Linked DNA regions of Mus musculus: all the other regions are linked to region 4. A link is a contact called in public HiChIP or PLAC-seq data. All regions are on one chromosome and are shown on one strand. The core of a region is the stretch at or near the end of the contact, and the rest is flanking DNA. Distances in the headings are between cores, read along the strand shown.

Region 1 (2,700 bases), core at 182-2,681, 400 kb after region 4:
AAGCTGACCAATAGTAATATTCTGAGTTCTCACAAGGCAACTCTTTTGCAAAAGCACAGCATGGCCTGGAGCAATAGGCCTTTCTGTTTCAATAGCCAGGACCAAATGGCTAGGTCTAGGTGGATCCTGGAGTGCAGTCTTGGAACAGCCCACCAGGGCCTCAGTGCAGGTCTCCATGCTTTGTTCAGACATCTCCCTGCTGTGCTCCGAGAAGCTGTAGGGCACATTCATCCGCCCAGGCTCGAGGCCTTGCCTCACACTCGGCTCCTTTATCGTTTCAAGAGATTTGCACTGTGGAGGTCAAAGGGAGCAAGCCGGGCCAGGCCCCACCTCAGCACCAGCCAAAGTTGCTGTCAGCACCAGATGGAGAAATCGTCAGCCCAGCCAGGTAAGAGGCCAAGGGAAACCTCTGCCTCATCAGAAATACTTTGCATTTTTCCTCCTCTTTTTGCAGATGAGCAATGGTGAGAGATGAGTTCTGCCTTCTGAATGTGACTTCGTGGTCCATAGTGTAAGTGTGCATTATGCAGATGTTCTAAATGCATCAACACAATTCTCCAGAAAGCCCTGGAGACTAAGCTGCCTTGGGATTTTGCCACCGTAGGGTGCTCAGAGTCACACGAGCACACGGATTTACCAGTATGAAAATTATAGCAGACATCCACCAAGGCATCTGCTTTGCAAAGAACCTAAACACTAGATGCTATATCTTCTTGCATATCACCGCAGAATTAAGACTCATCTTTCTCCTTTCTGTTTATCCAGTCTGTTGGGTAAGTAGAATTGGCTAAACCAATGTTCTTCCCTTCATCAGCTCAAGTGACTTGTAGCTTCTCCCTCTTCTTTAAGGGAGGCCGTGCTGGCTCCTTGTTTTGGATGATTCTCTTGAGAGCCTTTCAAAGAGCCTGTTCTATTCTTTTTTTTCTCTCCACACAAGAACGAGTGCCATCTTCCTGCTTAGAGTGTCTTCCATGGTCTGAGGCCCACTGGAGAGCTTCCCTGGGAAACTTTTCCCCAGGTGTCTTGGGACATGAGGGAGAGAGACAAGGTAGAGAGAGGGGTGGAGGAGGGGCACCGGCTTTTATAGGAAAGTGGAGAAAACTCACCACACAGTTAATTAGAAAGTGCCATGAAGCAAGTCCAAACTTTATGGCTTTCCTAGAATTGATGACGGCTTCTAACTGGGCCTGCCCGCTCCCATGCAGGTGTGTGCAACCTCCAGGTCCATATGGTTTTTGGCTGCCCCGGGCCTCATTCTTTGTTTAGCCCAGGATCCTGTAACTGAATATCGCTTAATAACTTTTTGTAATAATGTAGCTTGAATCAGCTTCTAGGTCCAACCAACCTCTGCTTCCTACAGACTCCCGCTGTCTTCCTGGCACACCTGCAGGGAGACACAGCCCCTTGGTTGCCCCTAGGGCAATAGCTTACAATAGTCTTAGGCTTACAAAGAGGCAGCTGCGGGTTCAATGAGGGAGGAGGCCAGGGTATAGAGCTTACTCTCTAGAAGTAATTTGTTTCACTTAGGACCTGCCAGGAGGGCTGGAGTCCTGTGACTTGAAAAAAAAAAGCCAGAGTTTTTTTTACTAAAATAAAAAAAAATTATGGTAATGTATAACACACAAGCAAGCCCTGGCTTATACAATCTGATTTATAGGCACCCCTGAAGGTCCAGGTCACTTGGGAGCCCGAGAATGGTGGGGCCAGCCTTATTACCAAAGAAATTCTCTCCTTTCTCCATTTGTTGTGGTCCTGATACCCTCCCCTTCAACCCCTCTGCCCCACCTCCTTAACTAAGGGCATCACACTGGGAAAAGTCCCTTGTGGCTGCAAGTCAGACTCAGCTGGATTCCTGGTCTTAGTCCTGCAATGAGGCAAGCCTGGAGTTCCAGAAAGTGGGTGCTCATTTGATTCTTTTGGGTCTTTCTGAATTTCAGAATGTCTAAGGAGCTTTTGAAGGATACCGGTACCTGGTCTCACTGCGCTAAATAAAAAGTGTTCTGGTGAGTCCAGAGAGTCCTTGGCTGGGCAAATGATTCTCCTTGGGAACTCCCTTCAAGTAAGGTGCAGCCATGGTCACTTGTTGTGCTTTGACGTGTTTCCCTATGCCTTCTGTCCTCAGGGGTGGGGGTGGAGCTTGCTTGAGCCTATAGTGCATCCTTTGTGCCACAAAACACAAGAGCAGGTGATAGGAGGGAGGGAGGCACAAAACTGCACTTTGGTAGTTATCTAGGACTCTAAAAATAGACGCAGAATCAAGAAAGAAATAGACACATGTGTTCTGTCCCCAAAGTCCTGAGCAGGGAGCAGAGGGTCAGACATGTCCCAGAGGGTCAGCAAATGTTCCAGGAAGCCCTTACCCATGGAAGGATGCTGCCATTCAGCTGGACGGAGGCAGACTCCATGACCCTTTGGGGCTGGAGATGGAAGAACAGAGCACGGGAAGGGGTTTCACCTTTTTTGTGTTTACTCCCATCATAACGCTGATCGTGCCCAGTCCCAATCTGCACAACAGTGGCAGCTATACTAGAATTTATTTACACATGAGGACTGAAGAATCATGCTATCCATCCATTTGTATTATCTCACCACATCTGAAAAAAAGAAAGAGATAATTGATGGGTATTGATGTGTTTTATAAAACCAAGAATATGTTCTGTAGGGCACAGTATGGTGCCGTGGGAGGAGGTAACTCAGTGG
Region 2 (2,700 bases), core at 200-2,699, 370 kb after region 4:
CCCACTTCACTGACAAATCTGTTGAGCTGGAGCCTTGCTTAAGGGATGATTTAATTCATGTGACAGTCTAAATATGATATTTCCAAGATGGGCTGGGAAATGTCTGATATTTTTTTTTCTTTCCCCCTAAAGAATTAAGTTCAGGCTGGTGGGAAACACATGAATTTTTATAAACAAACAGACCTAGACTGTTAACCCCTCCATTGCTGACCATTAATGTTAATAAAGCAGCAACAGGAACGCAGGTCCCTTTGCACAGCCAGGAAGCATCCTATGTGCATATCTGAGCTACCTTCTGCATCACAAGCCCTTGGTGTTTTGCTATGAAGCTTTACCTGTCATCGCTGTTTTACAAGGGAGGGGGTCAAGGTTTAGCGAGTGTATGAGTCAGGGGCCGGCCGGGCAGGTTACAACTGATCCCAGATGGGGTTAACTTGGTGACTCTAATGAAAGGACACCTCACAGAGGTAGGATGGTAGTATGGCAGTTAGCTAAGCATGTCAGGGTACCAACCTACAACAACCTTGGTAAACTGTTAAACTTGGTAAACTTGGTAAACGGGAATAGAAGGGAGGAGAGATACGATAGGCGCTTGTGAATGGACACGGCTTGTCTGGAGGGAGGGTATCACATGCATGCAGTGCCAGGCCTCCTAAGAACCACTTATACTCCCCCCCACACACAAACAAAAGCCAAAACAAACAAGCAAACAAACTAAACCAACACTGGCATATGTCCTGGAGCCAGCGGTAGCCCTGTTGTGGGCTGTAGCAGACGCTAGCCCAACTCTGCAGAAAGCTCAACCTCAGTCTTTTTCCTCCCGTCTTTTAAACCAGAAAACATCACCCACTGTAGGCCAAGACAGGACAGGTGGGTGTCAAGATAAGGACTGGAGGGACCTATAGGCCACCTCTGAGGGAGATGACTCCCTCGCCAGCCTCACTGTGTTCCCTTCTCTGAAGAGACTGTAAATTGTGAGGCCCCCAGTGCTATGCTGATTCCCTGAATTTTATTAATCATTCTTTTGTGCATGCTTCTTGGAACAATTTACTTCGGATGAAGCACAAGTATTTATTAAGACTGGACAGGGCTGGTTCACTCACGTACCAGGCTTTATAATGAGTAACACAGGCAGTAGTAGTTCTGCATGGGACAATTCTCCAAGACTCTGGGAAATTCCCGGATTGGCTAGTTGGCACAGTAATCCCCAACAAACTGGATTTGGAATAGCTAGGGGAAGTCGAGGTAGAGTTTTTGAGTAAGAAACCTGCAGACACTTTAACTGTCACCTGATTTAAAGAGGCAGAATTACATGGCGGATTAAGTGGGTGTTGGGCCCTGTCAGCCACTCTTGTTTTTGTTCATCACAGAATGATACCTTTGGCACCTCAGACCATGGCACAGAGAGCTGAGTCTTGAGCAATAAGACTCCTGCTTCAGAATCTTCCCCTTTTCACAGCCTCTGACCTTTCTGTGACCACACTGTCTTCACACACCAGAACCCAAGTTTCCTATCATTAGGCTGATTCGGAGAGAAGGCTTTTTTTGTTTTGTTTTGTTTTTAAGATTTATTTATTTTATTTATTTATATGAGTACACTGTAGCTGTCTTCAGACACAACAGGAGAGGGCATCAGATCCCATTACAGATGGTAGTAAGCCACTATGTGGTTCCTGGGACTTGAACTCAGGACCTCTGGAAGATCAGCCAGTGCTCTTAACTGCTGAGCCATCTCTCCAGCCCCTCAGTGAGAGGTCTGTAAGTAGAGGAAAATCCCAGAGTTAGAAACTTTCTATATCCTAGTAATGGCTTATTTCCTACAGCAGGTGTTAGAAGCCTTTGTATTTTCTCATCTGTGATCACAAAGTAGAGTGGGGGTGGATTTTAACCTTCATGGGAGAGCTTGCTTGGGAACTGTGGGTGAACAGGAAGTATCTTTATATTCCTAAGTCCATCAAAATCTGCCACAAGAGCCTAGCATTAGTGAGTGTGGCTCCATTAAAGAGGGATGGGAGGTGATTCTAATTGTGAGCCCAATGCTTTCAGAGCTTTTCTTCTAGTTAGTTGGAATTCTAAGAATCTGTCTCACAGAAGAGAGAATCAGAAACATAGACAAGATTTGTGTGGGTGATATTGCTTGGAAGGGTATTTTCCTAGCTGGGAGAATATTTTTCCCACGAACTGGTCACTGAATCCCAATAGAGGGACAGCAGTCTTGTATTAAGAGTGTCAACTTCTGGAATGGTGACACTTATAAAGATGAGGGGCTCTAATGATGAGCCGGAACTGGACAAAGAGATGACTAGACTGCTTAGCCAGAGTGGGAAGAAATGATCAGTCCTGCCAGGGAAGGCAGGGCTATAGGAACAGGACATCTGTAGGGGTGATGCAGGAACTATATAGAAACTTCTGGACCTGATGGGCCAAAGTTTGGGTAGCCTCCAGGATCTAACTGTGTGAGTTTACTTGAAAGAGAAAAAGAGGAGGGATACAGGAGAGAGGTTGGATGAGGAAGAGAGAGTGGTATCCATCTGGTCTTTGGACAGAACCCAGTAGCATAAACATGGGCTTATTTCCACAGAAGGCCCCTAGAATCCAACGATTCTACATGGAGATCAGGGACCAGTAGAGCAGCCTGGCCTGAAGTCATGTAGATCCAACTAAGATTTCGGTAAATGGATCTATATCTTAACGTGGTCC
Region 3 (2,700 bases), core at 17-2,516, 350 kb after region 4:
CAGATACCAAAACGCTCAGGTGCTTTAGGTGAGTATATGATCTAGCATTTGCATATCATCCATATATTCCCTCTCACACACTGTAAATCACATCTAGATTACATATAAAACCAAGTACAACATAAAGGTTATGTAAATAACTGCTGCATAACTTAGGGAATAATAGAGTCTGAACACGGCCAGCACAAGCCATTTTTTTTTTCTGTGCATTTTTGATCCACTGCTGGTTGAATCTGCAGATACAGAAGGCCAACTGGACCTTGACTACTGGCCATTGTATATGACCTGATGTTCAGTTGTAGGTTTTGTCATGTGCGGAGAAGGAAAGGAGGCTTCTGAGAGGAGCAGTGATGGGAAGGACAACAACGGCTCTGTGAGCATCCTGAGCAGATGCTGGCTTCACACTTTGCATATTTGAAGACAAGTTTATGTGGCTACAGATCACAGACGGTATGGCTGCTCCTTCCTGGTTCTGACGCTATTGAGGAAAGCTGGGTTCATAGTCTCCCCTTTTCTTTCCCCTGCATCTCACCCATTCCACTGGATGAACTCTTGATTTATAGCTCAGATTGGTCTTACTATCCTCTTGCCTCAGCCTTTTGGGTACTGGGATTATGGGTCTGCAGTACCACATCTGGCTCACATTTTTTTATCATTTACTATCACTTGACCTGGGTAGGAATTCTCATTTTGTGGTATAGCTGCTTATATAGTGTGGACTATTTCTACCTCATGAGATGGTTTTTGGCTTCAAATGAGGTTATCATATATAGATTGACTAAAGATAGAGCCAGGCACATAGTAGGTACTCAGTTAATAAGATCTGGGCCAGAAATTCCAAGATTTTGTACAGTTTGGTAGGTCTAAAGCTGACAATAATGCTTTCTTCTTCCCAAAGAGAGCACACAAAACCAAAGGCCATCAGATCAACCGGCCAGCCAAGCAGAAGGTATGGCAGCAGATGGGCATCTTATTAGGAGACACCCTGCTAGACGAGAGAGCCACTCTGTTGAGGTATTAGCATAATCTTCCTTTGAAACTTCTGCTCATAGAGAACAACACCGACTTCAAGTTGGTAAATAACTCAAAGGAATTTAATTTGCCCTGTGAAGTGTGGGTAATACTGCTTTATCTTTCAGAGAAGACGCACTGCCGCCTCCATAACATTCGTAATGAGGCCATTACCACCCGAGAGCGACTCCCTCCTGAGTTCTGACAGAGCAGTAGGCCACATGGCCGTGATTCATCTGTAAATCATGCTCTCTGTTTAAAAATCTTGGCAACTTCCTCCTTGTGCCCTGCTGTCTCTGTGGAAGGAGGAGGCATGGGAGGGAGGGAACCAAGGGAAGGGCATGAGATGTAAGGCTTGACTCTGTATTCTGTAAAACCATTACCCTTCTTCATTTCCACTAGAGTACCCCCATTTCTGCATGGTATTTTATACTCAATTAATTCCTGGAGATATTGCCAGAAACTAATGTGTTCTGTGTGCATACTGGATAACCGTGGGGATTTTAAAAAACTGTTGTTATTTGTTTAGATCATGTTTTTGCAGACAGTAGCAATATTAGTTGTTCATTTGGGGACATGGAGTAACTAGCCTGAAACTATTATTCTTTCTTTGATTTGATTCATCTATGCTTGACCCAAACGCTGTTTTGAAATAGGAAGAAAACCAAGTGTGGTGGCAGTGTTTGAAATCCATGCACTTGTGAGATTGGTGCTAGGGAGGGTGGGGTGGGGTGGCCGATGTTGGTCTGGGTGTGGTGAAACACACCTTTAATCCCAGAACTCAGGAGGCAGAGGCAGCTCGGTCTCCCTGAGTTTCAGTTTAGATAATGAATCCCATGCCAGCCACCGTTAGATCTCGAGACACTGTCTAAAAGACAAAAGCAAAGCAACTGACTGGGACTGGGGAGTGGGGGTTAGCTACTGAATTGTGTTGTGCTTTTATATGAAATAGAGACGAACACCGGTGAGTTCATAATCTTTGTGAGCCTTACTATGTGGAGACACCACAAGCTGTAGAAAACACACTGATTGGGATCAAAGTCCCTAGGTCATGACAGGCCCAGATGGCAACTGATTATTTCCGTCCTTGCCTAGCCTCTCTGCCTGGTAACAAAGGGTTTTATCACACTTTCTAATTCGTGGCCTGGGATGATAAACAGCAGAGGCTTGCTTGGAGACTGACCCATGGCCTCATGCCCAGTAGCCCTTTTAATAATAGACTTTTCCTGCCTTGTTTTTTGTATAGGTGCTAACATCAAGTTTGGGTATGCATCAGGACTCATGAGTCCTCATCTGGGTCCTCTTCCAGTACCCCACCAGCATCACCCTATTCTGGCGTCAGGCTTTTCTTTTCTGTGAATAGGAGTCAAAGCAAAACAAAAAAGGAGGTGGGCTGGGACAGCCGCTCAGTCAGTAGGGTACACGCTTGAATATCTGAGTTTGACTCTTAGTACCCATGTTAAAGAGCTACATGGTAGTGCATACTTGTGATTCCTGTACCGGGGTCAATAGAGCAGACAGATTTCCTAGGGGCTCAATGGCCATGAGGTCTAGATGACATGGGGACTCCAGGCTAATGAGAAACCCTGTATCAAATAGTGGAGACCATGTGAGGGAGGGTATCCAAAGTTGATCTTTGGCCTCCATACACGACCCCCCAACACACACACACACACACACACACACACA
Region 4 (2,700 bases), core at 113-2,612:
GTGCCCAGAGAATGCCCGGCTTGACAGTTAAGTGCTAAATGAGGCAAGGGTTTTTAGGAAACCTATTAGAGAGGAAGACAGAGCAACTACTGCCAAGTGTTGGGAAAACAAGAAGAAAAGCAGATGTTACTTAAGAGCCACTTGAAAGGCCATTTGGAAAGACTAACATTTGAATACCTAACATTATTAGGTATGGAACATAGCTCGGAAGGGGGAGGTCTCCTATAAAGTTTCAACTTAAGGTTTCCCCCATTCCCCTGACTACCACCCCAGAGCTCAGAGGTTTAGAACTCTTACTCTCTTACAGAGGACCCAGGTTCGGCTCTCAGCACCCGCATTAGGGGCTCACTCCAAAATTTCATGCCCTGGGCATCTGCAGGTATCTCCACACATGCGGTACACATAAATTCATGCAGTCATATACACTTAACGAAAAAAAAACTGAAGAGACTAAAGATATCTGAATTGTTGCCACATACGGAGCTGAAAGCGACACTGGGGATACCTAGGGCCCTTAAAAGATCCGTATCTAAGGATGCACTCAGAGGAGGTTCACTCTGCAGGCTAGGACCTTGTTCCCTCCCTATCTTTGGAGTCATCTCAACTGCCCATCTGAGGCCCAACAAACTGACTCCAGCAGAGTCACGGGTTCCATTGTTATTCTGTTTTGTTTTGGTTTTTGGAGACAGGGTTTCTCTGTATAGCCCTGGCTGTCCTGGAACTCACTCTGTAGACCAGGTTGGCCTCGAACTCAGAAATCCACCTGCCTCTGCCTCCCGAGTGCTGGGATTAAAGGCGTGCGCCACCACGCCCGGCCGTTGTTATTCGGAACCCATCCTAAGTAGGGTCCCTGAGCACCTAGGGCGCGAAAGAAGAAGCATGAACAGGTCAAGTCTTGGGCTTCAGTCTGCAAAGTTTGGACCTAAGTTAGACTGGCTAGTCATGCTGTCTTCCAGTCCTGTGAGACCCAAGTAGCCCGGCGATCCTTCTCTGTGCCCAAGGTCCCCTCCCCGCTGGGTGGGGCTGCTCACCGCCGAAACGCCTCCTGTAGCAGCGAGCAGGAAGGGCCCGCTGTGGAATTGGGACTGTGGTCGATGCTGAAGTCCTCCGCGGAGATGTACAACAGCCGCGGGAACATCTGCACCGAGCGCGGGAAGGGCCATAGCGCAGGTTGCAGTCGGGCCGGGGCCACTAGGGCCAGCGACACTAGCGACACCAGCGCCTGCAGCAGCAGCAGCCCGGGGGCGCTACGCGGGGACTGCGGCATGACTGCTCCGCGAGTCTGGCTAGGCAGTCTTTGGACCAACCTTCCAGTCTGGGTCGCTGGGAAGAAAGCATCCGTGCCCGGGTCACCAAGTCAGATGACCGAGCTCCCCGCCCGGGCTCCGCCTCCGAGAGGGGATTGGCCCGGAAATTGGGGGCAGGCTCGGTGCAGAGGCGGTCGCGCTCTAGCCGGGATGCTGGGGTGTGGCTCACGCCTGTCACGCCTGAGGAACTTGTTTGTGCAGCCCACTGACAGGCAAGACCTGTCTCTTCCTCCACTCTTCAGGTAGTGTTTTTGTCACTAAATCTGACGGTGGTGGACTCTGATTGATAAAACCTCCCGAGTCAGAATTCCCAGGAGTTGACTTTGGAAGTAATGGGAGGTTAAAATTTATGCATGGAAAAAAAAATAGATAGGGGGAGCATTTAAAACTTGGGATAGACGCGATGGACTACATAAATATTAAAGTGATACAAAGAGAATATTTCTGTAGTGGAGATTAATGTCGATGTATAGTTTTCCAAGGACCTTTATAACGATTAGCTAGGGCGAACGTGCATATGTGTAATCAGAGATTACAGTATGTCTAATCACAGGAAGGCAACTTAGTAAGTAAATAGATGCTAGAAGATTGCTGGAGAGATGGCTCAGCAGTTAAGAACTCTGTTCTCAAAAAGAACCGGGGGGGGGGGTCAATTTCCAGCACCCACTTGGTGGCTCACAACTGCCAATAACTCCAGTCCCAGGGAATACTTCACCCTTCTGGCCTCTGAGGTTACCAGGCACGCATGTGGTACACAGATGTACATACAGATAAAACACCCATACACATTGTGGGGGCTATTCCCGGTTGTCATCTTGTCTATATCTGGAATGAACTACAATCTAGAATTAGAGGGCTCACCTGTGATCCAGATCTTGAGGCTGGGAGACACAAGATTCTGACCTAGATCTTGACACAGAGATCTTGAGACATAGTGGCCATGAAAAGCTTAGGCCCAGGCTAGGTAGGACACACCTTTAATCCCAGGAGAATGAGGCAAGGAGAGCTTTGAGTTCAAGGTCAGCCTGGAACAAAGCAAGTCCCAGATCCAAGCCTGTTGGTATTTACCTTATAATCTGGGCCACACCTTCTGCTGAGGCCTACATAAGGACTTTGGAAGAAGGAGGATTCATTCTTCGCCTGCTTGCACTTAGTTGCCAACACATCTGTTAGAACCTACTTCTGCAGAAGACCAGCTGAAACAATGAGCCTCGTGGGCCTGAGCAGCTACTAGACTCTTGGACTTCCTATTCACAGCTGACCATTGTTGGGTTAGTTGGACTACAGGCTGTAAGTCATCACAGTAAATTCCCTTAATATTTGGAGACATTCTATAAGTTCTGTGACTCTAAAGAACCCTGACTAATACACACACAGGAAAAAAAAATTTTTT

Evidence for each region. HiChIP or PLAC-seq counts read pairs in DNA pulled down with a chosen protein or histone mark.
Region 1: an H3K27ac HiChIP or PLAC-seq map of embryonic stem cells shows a contact between it and region 4, with 6 read pairs. The contact joins the enhancer-like site here to the promoter of Hexb in region 4. A contact is called at or near these places in 8 of 115 datasets of contacts at active chromatin or transcription factors (embryonic stem cells, kidney, microglia and 1 more) and 3 of 9 other capture datasets (embryonic stem cells, liver and macrophages).
Region 2: a contact with region 4 is called in an H3K27ac HiChIP or PLAC-seq map of microglia, with 7 times the contacts expected there. The contact joins the enhancer-like site here to the promoter of Hexb in region 4. A contact is called at or near these places in 5 of 115 datasets of contacts at active chromatin or transcription factors (bone marrow-derived macrophages, embryonic stem cells and microglia) and 4 of 9 other capture datasets (adipose tissue, embryonic stem cells, liver and 1 more).
Region 3: a contact with region 4 is called in an H3K4me3 HiChIP or PLAC-seq map of bone marrow-derived macrophages, with 3 times the contacts expected there. The contact joins the enhancer-like site here to the promoter of Hexb in region 4. A contact is called at or near these places in 5 of 115 datasets of contacts at active chromatin or transcription factors (bone marrow-derived macrophages, embryonic stem cells, kidney and 1 more) and 3 of 9 other capture datasets (adipose tissue, liver and macrophages).

Annotation. Positions count from the first base shown.
Region 1 is chr13:97,600,095-97,602,794 of GRCm38.p6, forward strand. It overlaps Gm34087 (a long non-coding RNA gene), which reads right to left. Exons shown (of 5, transcript XR_873831.2): 5 at 2,516-2,594. Among named protein-coding and RNA genes, the nearest start is that of Gm34087, 21 kb to the right of the region's middle. Within about 2 kb of position 1,432, at least 9 of the 459 cell types and tissues checked have an H3K27ac peak or open chromatin away from gene starts, as enhancers often do. A contact at or near this core is called in embryonic stem cells, where this site is marked.
Region 2 is chr13:97,566,397-97,569,096 of GRCm38.p6, forward strand. All of the region lies in intron 2 of Gm5086 (predicted gene 5086), which reads left to right. Among named protein-coding and RNA genes, the nearest start is that of Gm5086, 7.7 kb to the left of the region's middle. Within about 2 kb of position 1,450, at least 21 of the 459 cell types and tissues checked have an H3K27ac peak or open chromatin away from gene starts, as enhancers often do. A contact at or near this core is called in adipose tissue, bone marrow-derived macrophages and microglia, where this site is marked.
Region 3 is chr13:97,545,070-97,547,769 of GRCm38.p6, forward strand. No RefSeq gene overlaps it. Among named protein-coding and RNA genes, the nearest start is that of Gm41029, 7.7 kb to the left of the region's middle. Within about 2 kb of position 1,267, at least 102 of the 459 cell types and tissues checked have an H3K27ac peak or open chromatin away from gene starts, as enhancers often do. A contact at or near this core is called in adipose tissue, bone marrow-derived macrophages, liver and 2 more, where this site is marked.
Region 4 is chr13:97,196,995-97,199,694 of GRCm38.p6, forward strand. Hexb (hexosaminidase B) reads right to left here and starts at 1,363. Exons shown (of 14, transcript NM_010422.2): 1 at 1,032-1,363. The coding sequence starts at 1,267.